Linked DNA regions of Ovis aries: region 1 is linked to region 2. Evidence: chromatin contacts called from public Hi-C data. All regions are on one chromosome and are shown on one strand. The core of a region is the stretch at or near the end of the contact, and the rest is flanking DNA. Distances in the headings are between cores, read along the strand shown. Region 1 overlaps NSMCE2 (NSE2 (MMS21) homolog, SMC5-SMC6 complex SUMO ligase). Region 2 has its middle 230 kb from the start of TRIB1.

Evidence for each region. Hi-C and Micro-C count contacts between places; a contact is called where the count stands out from the background.
Region 1: a contact with region 2 is called in a Hi-C map of liver, with 6 times the contacts expected there. The contact joins two enhancer-like sites. A contact is called at or near these places in 5 of 16 Hi-C or Micro-C datasets (blood, liver and tail adipose tissue).

Annotation. Positions count from the first base shown.
Region 1 is chr9:28,092,040-28,096,228 of ARS-UI_Ramb_v3.0, forward strand. The region is part of intron 2 of NSMCE2 (NSE2 (MMS21) homolog, SMC5-SMC6 complex SUMO ligase); the gene reads right to left. Among named protein-coding and RNA genes, the nearest start is that of NSMCE2, 16 kb to the right of the region's middle. Within about 2 kb of position 1,687, at least 16 of the 54 cell types and tissues checked have an H3K27ac peak or open chromatin away from gene starts, as enhancers often do. A contact at or near this core is called in liver, where this site is marked.
Region 2 is chr9:27,590,209-27,593,975 of ARS-UI_Ramb_v3.0, forward strand. No RefSeq gene overlaps it. Among named protein-coding and RNA genes, the nearest start is that of TRIB1, 230 kb to the right of the region's middle. Within about 2 kb of position 1,928, at least 4 of the 54 cell types and tissues checked have an H3K27ac peak or open chromatin away from gene starts, as enhancers often do. A contact at or near this core is called in liver, where this site is marked.

The DNA of each region.
Region 1 (4,189 bases), core at 437-2,936, 500 kb after region 2:
TATTCACCAAAACCACTTTAAAAAATCTGCAAAACTAACTGATTTAACTACCATTAAAATTTTCTGCCCTCCTCAGAGACTCAACGGAAACTAAAATGCCCTCTGTACTTGCTGCTATTACAACTGCCACTTCTAACATGGAACTATTAAGCATCTGAAACATTGCTAGCCCAGACTAAGAAAAGAATGTGGGTACAAAAATAACTCAACTGTCATATTGATTATATGTTGAGATAATATTTTAGACAACATTAGATTAAATAAAATATTACTAAATTATTGTCTCCTCTTTTTTCTTACTTTTTGTAATGAGGATACTAGAAAAATTTTAATTAAACATGTGGCTCACATATTTTTACTGGACAGTGCTGCTACATATAAATAATACTTTAAATTTATGAGGCACACACATACGTAATTTCAGGTGTAAAGTAGAGAAACAGGGAGAAATGGATCTGGCTAATAAATATCTTCTGTACAATAATCAAATTGGTTTCATCTTTTAATTACCAATCTAATAAAACCTCCTTTCTGCTTACTGAAAGACAAACTTTTATGTCTTTTAAAAAGGACCTGATGTTTCAAAAATGATTCTAAAGTATGTTCTACTTCTGCTATGAACTGTCTCCTTTTCCTAAAATTAAAATAGTCTTAATTCTTTTCAGTGATCAAAGATACATGATAAAGTGCCAATCTAATTTTAAAATCTGATCAAGTGACTCCATTTCAGTTTTTTCTGTGGTAGTCATTTTCATACCTGTTAGGTCTTTGAAACCAAACCCCTGCTTTTGCTTCAAAGATTTTTTAAAAAGTAGAATCAACACAAAGATTGTTCTCCAGCATCTAGAAAAATGCAGGCAGTATTGAGGTACTATACAAACTCTGTTTTAAAAACTAAAATAGGACTCATTTACTGTTTCAAAAAGCAACATCCCAACGTGAAGGGGAGAGCTTAGCAAACAGGGGAGCACAGCAAGCCATTATTTCCACACATTCCATCACGTGTAGAAACCATGCCAACTCTCAGGTTGTTCGAGTCAGGGGAAGAAAGAGAATCTGGAGGTGCTGGAATGGCTGGAAATTTATGGAGTGAGAGTGCAGAGTAACACGAGGTGAGGTGAGGCCAGCGACAGCCCAGACTTTCCTCTCTGTGGGTCTTAAAAAGGAAACAGCCCGGCTTTCTGACTAAGGAAGGCAACAGGAAAGGAAAACACACTTCACACTTTCTAACGTCCCCAAACTGTCCCCACTACAGCTGGCCCACCGATAGAGTTATACCTACTGTTCATATTTGTGTGAACAGCTGGTTTTTAAATGTTATCGACAACAACAAGATTCACTAAGGAAGAATGGTAAGTAATAAATATGAGATGTACTTTTCTATTTTGTGACAGGGCCAGCCTCTATCTCTGGTAAATGAACTGAGTAACCTGGATAAATAGAAATAAAGCCAGTGGAAAGGAGAGGTATAGTCCTCGTTTCTTCCTGGAAAAGGTCACCTTAACCTTAATAGCCCTACCTTTCTGTTGTTCTGATAGAATCAACACATTTTTTTATATCCTTAGATATACAGAATAACTCAGGTTCCAAGTTACGAAATTTCAGTAACTTAGTGATTATACCTTTTAAACAATCTTGAACCTGCAATTAGCAAACCCAGTACGGGCCCAACAGCACCTGATTGACAAGTGTTCTGGTGCCACCTAGTGGTGTATGCTTCCCCTCAAAGGGGAAATAATGATTAGACCAGGGTTCCTGGCCCATGGAGAAGCAACATCAGCTTGTCCTAGACCTATTGAAACTTTATTACTGAGTCCCAGGAATCTGTTTCAATAAGCCCTCTAAGTTAATTCCTCCCACATTTGAACACTACTGGATTAATCAGTACCAACACAAAAATTAAGTGCAAAGTCTTAAAAAATTAGGTTCAACAATGAACAAAAGTGCTCAGTTTCTAATTTTGGAAAGCAATTTAGTTTTCTGCATTTTGAATCCAAATTATCTGTATTTAAGGAACTGCGTTAAAAGCCATTTACTAACACATTAATATACATCCAACATTTGAGAGTCCCAGTCTCTGAAAATATCCTAAATGCACCCTGAGGTCTATGCCCCGAGGAAAGCCAGTTCAAAGGAAAGGCCAAACACAAAACAAAACAAAAATACAATGAAAGTGAAAGTTGCTCAGTCGTGTCCCACTCTTTGCGACCCTATGGACTATATAGCACATGGAATTCTCCAGGCCAGAGTACTGGAGTGGAGAGATGAAAGTGAAACAACCCCTTTTCAAGGGGGTCTTCCCAACCCAGAGATTGAACCAATATCTCCCGCCCTGGGGGTAGATTCTTTACCGGCTAAGCCACCAGGGAAGCCCAAGAGCACTGGAGACAGTAACCTATTCCTTCTCCGTCATATCTTCCTGAGCCGTGAATCAAATCGGGGTCTCCTGCATTTCAGGTGGATTCGTTACCAGATGAGCTACCAAGGAAGCCAAGCCCAAGAAAGTGAAAGTGTTAGTCGCTCAGGCTCTTTGCAATCTCATGGACTGTAGCCCACCAGGCTCCTCAGTCCATGGAATTCTCCAGGCAAGAACACTGGAGTCAGTTGCAATTCCCTCCTCCAGGGGATCTTCCCATCCCAGGGATCAAACCCAGATCTCCTATATTGCAGGCAGATTCTTCACCACATGAGCCACCTTAAGAAAAAGCATCAACTGTTATCAGGATATCAGGTTATGGCCTCTTAAGGGGGCCCACCTGAAAAAGGGGAACACATGAAAAGCCAAGGTGGTAGAACACTGGCGGGTTTTAAATAGAATCACCAAAGAGCTTCCCAAGGGGCACAGTGGTGGAGAACCCAGCTGCCAGCGCAGGAGATGCAAGAGACACGGATTCCATCCCCGGGCTGGGCAGATCCCTTGGAGAAGGGAACGGCAACCTGCTCCAGAGTTACTGCCCGGAAAATTCCATGAACAGAGGAACCTGGCGTGCTACAGTCTGTGGGGTCACAAAGAGTCGGACATGGCTGAGTGACGGAGAGCACACTGATGATAACACCCCCTAATAATACGAGACATTGCAAAGGTCCACTGTTTATATCTGCTCCTATGCAACTATGTGGAGAAGGCAATGGCAGCCCACTCCAGCACTCTTGCCTGGAGAATACCATGGATGGAGGAGCCTGGTGGGCTGCAGTCCATGGGGTCGCTAAGAGTCGGACATGACTGAGCGACTTCACTTTGACTTTTCACTCTCATGCATTGGAGAAGGAAATGGCAACCCATTCCAGTATTCTTGCCTGGAGAAGCCCAGGGACGGGGGAGCCTGGTGGGCTGCCGTCTATGGGGTCGCACAGAGTCAGACACGACTGAAGCGACTTAGCAGTAGCAGTATGCAACTATGTTATAAAGTAATCAAGAGAAAAGCAGGTCTGATGAAGGCTTGCTGAAGTGTTTATTTTCTATGTAGGTCTTAGAGGAGAACTCGGTTACTTTAAATAACTTAAAACAACTGGCATTCATTAAGAGAAGTTCCATAATGCATCTAGTTGTTTGCATTCCCTTAAATTCAGCCTGATATTATGCTCTTCTTGGGGGGGGGGGGACTAATTTTTAATAAGTATCTGTTTATTTATAATTTAAAAGCTATATGCTTGAAGTAAAACAACTGGATCAAGAGATATATGCCCAATATGACTACTGGTTGACAGAGTCACAAGTATATATACCATCCTTTACTCCATGGCTTAAATGACAAACCTATCACTTAAAAGAAAAAAATCAACTCTTTAAAGGCTAACCATACAAAACCAAGCCTCAAATATGACAGGTAACATCACAGACATTAATATCGATTGCATAAAATATAAAGGAACTGCAATAAGAGATAGAGAAAAATATACCCCCAAAATGCCTCTGACATCACTAACAGCTGGTAAGAATTACTGCCATCCACTGAGGGTCATCAGAAAGAGAGGGGCTGAAATCAGGCCAAACTGGTTTTAAATTCAAATCCCCTAACTGTCACTAAGGTGTGTGCCTGTGGTACACAGTGAGCCTCATTTCAACTCAGTGAGCCTCATTTCCCCATGTATAGAGTGAGGATAAGACTACCCCATTCAGTGATTTTCACCACCTTGCCTGTCTGCCTGCCTTCTCAGTCGTGTCCAACTCTTTACAACCCTATGGACT
Region 2 (3,767 bases), core at 678-3,177:
CCCCCACCCCCCACCCAACAAAAGGAGAATCTCAATCCCATGGATCCATCAACACCAGAGGTCAGGTAGAATGTTCTCAGGGCCTCCCCAGACCGTCTCTCCCTTTCTTCTACGTCAGAACTGAGGCAACCCTTTCTACAAAGTGCAATGGGTGTGTGCTCAGTCATGTCCAACTCTTTGCAACCCCATGGACTGTAGGGCATCTAAGCCATGCCCACCATGTGCCAGGCACTGCACTGCTCCCTAATATGAGCCATCTTGGACAGATGGTCGCTTTCAACAACCACAATGAGGTCTGCATTATCACACAGACAAGGAAACAGAGACCGTTCTACAAACAAGGAAACAGAGACTCCCAGAAGCTGAAAGTGATCCATCAAAGATTTAAGAACAAGTAAATAGAATATTTGGCCCGAAAATCTATGGCTAAAAAGTGCCAACGATCATCTGAGCCTTCAGCAAGTCGTCATCTTTTTGCTGGTGGAGGGTCTTGCCTCAGTGTTGATCAAGGTGGTAGTCATTGAAGACTGGGGTGACTGTGACAATTACTTAAAATAAGGCAATAAAGTTTGCCACACTGATTGACTCTTTCTTTTACAAATACTTTCTCTGTATTATGCAAAGCTGTTTGATAGCATTTTATCCACAGCAGAACGTCTTTCAAAGTTGGAGTCAATCTTTTCAAACCCTGCTGCTGCTTTACATGCTCTTTTGACTCCAAGAGAGATCACCATTGTGAACGAGGCAGATTCCTGGGCCCTACTGGTTGAATCAGAATCTGAGGGTGGGATTCCAGTCATGGTTATTTTTGTTTTGTTTTTTCTTTTTAATGTTCCTTATTCGGCCACTCTGGGCATTGTTAATGCAAACTTGGTTGCCTTATTTTAAGTAATTGTCAAAGTGCAACAGCCAGGATCCTATTTATTTTTTTTTAGTTTTAGCATCCAGGTTTTTAGTTGCAGCATGCATGGGGGATCTAGTTCCCTGACCAGGGATAGAACTCAGGCCCCTGCATTGGGAGCTTGGAGTCCTTAGCCATTGGACCACCAGGGAAGTCCTCCTCAGTCGTGTGATTCTTTTGAATTTTTTAATTGAAGAATTGCAACATTGAATTGAAGCTTTACATTATGTTGGTTTCTACCATATATTGACCTGATTCAGCCATAGGTATACATATGTCCCCTCCCTCCTGAGCTTCCCTCCCACCAGTCATGAGCTTTTAAAGCCATTTCTCTCCATGATTTTCTGATCGGTGAAGTGTGAGAACACTGGCGTCTACCAGGGCCCCCCAGCTGGGGACTCAAGGTCCTTACACCTCAAAGGTCCAGCAATAGGTGACAGTGAGCCGGGATGGCTTGTCACCAGGAGGCTGTGACACGGGAGGCTGTAGTCACACAGCTGTTAGAGCACAGTCTCTGGAGCCAGGTCACTTGAGTCTGAATTCCAGTTCTGCCAAACACCAGCTGTATCACCTTGGGTAAGCCCCATTCCTCCCTGTGCCTCGGTTTCCTCAGCTGAAAAATTGCACACATCTAGGAGGCTGTTTGGAGGACGGGATGAGTTCGACGTGTAGAGAGTTCAGAACAGTGCCTGCCTCAGAGTAACCATCCAATATGCTGTTGTCATTGTTCCATGACGCAACTGCTCCTAAATGATGCAAGAAAGAAGAGGGTATTTGACACTGTGGCTCCTGAAGATGGAGGTCAAAGGGCATCATTCCAAAGGATGTGGAAGGATAGAGGGAAGAGATTGAATAGTTCCTGGGCTCATCTGATGTCACTGTTTGTTATTCCTCTGGAAATGTCACCAAAAGCAAGTCACTGCCGTTGAGACAAGTCATGAATCAGTCTGTGAGGCTGAATCACAGACAGAGACTGCTCCAGGGTCTTCCGGCCAAGATGACGTCTGGTTCTCTGTTGTGTATGCTTTTGATGGCCACCAGGGGGAGACAAAGAGAACTTAATCAACCTTACAAAATGTGAAGGGTATTCTTAAATTTCTTGAACATCTGGGCTTTTTCCACTGATTTGTTTTCCCTCTTGCTATTTCCTCTCCTTAAAATGCCCCCTTCTTTAACCCTTCAACCTGTTGTCAACCTCCCAGCCAAATCCTTCATAAGCAAACGAACCACGGGCCAGCCTCTGTGCCAGGGGCCGGGAGATTAAAAAAAAATTACTTAGGTGTTATCATCACCACTTGAGGAACGCTTGCTGTGTACCAGGTAAGGATTCACTGGAATCCTTACAGCTATTAATAGAATGAGGTTTTATGTATTCATTTTTTAAGACTCAGTTCATCAGAAGTAGGATTCAGGGCACTAAGTGCTAAGAGCACTGTGATAAGCTCTTCCTGTGAATTAGCTCATTTAATTCCCAGAACTACCCAGTGTAACTTCGGTCATACCCATTTTACAGTAGAATAGACAGAGGCTCGATGAAATTTAAAAACATCCTTGCCCAAGAACACAGAGCTAATAAGGGAGATGGAGTTCAGATATGAGCCCACGGAGTCTAATTACAGAACCAAAGCCACATCCTGGCCACCTATGTGGTCCTTCCGCAAAGCCTTCACGCATGCTGGTACTGTGCTCTCTCTTCTCGGAATTCTGACCTTATTTACAAGCTCTCCAATAAAGGCATTTGTACCTTTTTCCCTTCTCACATACACAGGTAAATTCCACTCTCCCATCCTATTCTCACCCCACTCTTGACAGGTAGGGTAAGCTCCCTGAAGCCAGTAACCCTGACTCATCCTCTTTCATGCAGCTGCCGTGTTTTGAGCACCTCTGTGTCTGGCATTATCAAGGGCACATTTATTCTTTAGATTTGTTGCTTATTAGTCTTCACAGCAACCCTGGGACATAAGTAATACTATCCACATTTTATAGATGGAAGATTAAATCTTGAAAATTACCTGACTCTAGACCGTTGTCAGCTAAATGACAAGCAGAATATGCAGGACCCCAAAGCCTGTGATCTCTCCATGACCCTAAACTGCCATCTCCCCCTCTGCCTGGCATAGAGCGGCACACGGGGTGAAGGGAAGCCACAGAACCGGAACTTAAAGACTTTAAGTCCCTGGTCAATGACTGACTAGTTGAACAAGTCACTTCATCTCACTGGGATGCAGGGCAAAAGCATCAGCTATTAATTTCTCTTCTGGAACAGTTCCCAGACCCAGGCTCTCTCCTGGTCTCAACCGTGCCCCTTCTTTGGGGAGATTCCATGTTTGGATCCCAAACATTAGTTTAAGAACCACGTCATATTCACCATCAGGTCCCTAGAACCCAGCACAGAGCCTCACACAGAGTAAACTCAATATATGCTCAGTGAACATATGGACAAATAAACACACAAATTAATACATCTGTGCTTGTGGCCTCATCCCAGCTGTGGTGCCAAGGGCTGACCTTGGCTGTGGTTGTTGCCACCCAGCCCTCTGGATTCCCAGCCTGGTTCTCCAACCCTCTCCCACCCATTCTGTAAACTGCTCAGTATACTCCAGTGACTTCTCAACTGAGGCAGAGCCCACTTCTGTAGCTTAAAAACCACTGCAGAAGCTGGCCAGATGCTCACCAACCCCACTTCCTCTGTTCCTAAGCACAAGACCATTTCTCTCAGCCTCCCTTGCAGTTAGGTAGTGGAGTTCCAGCCAATGGGGTGGTCATTACAGAACCCTTTGAGCCATCACCACGCTTTTTTCCCTTGTGCAGGGACATCAGTGGCTAAGCTGACAGCGCCCCAAGATAGAAGGAGCTATATCCCTAA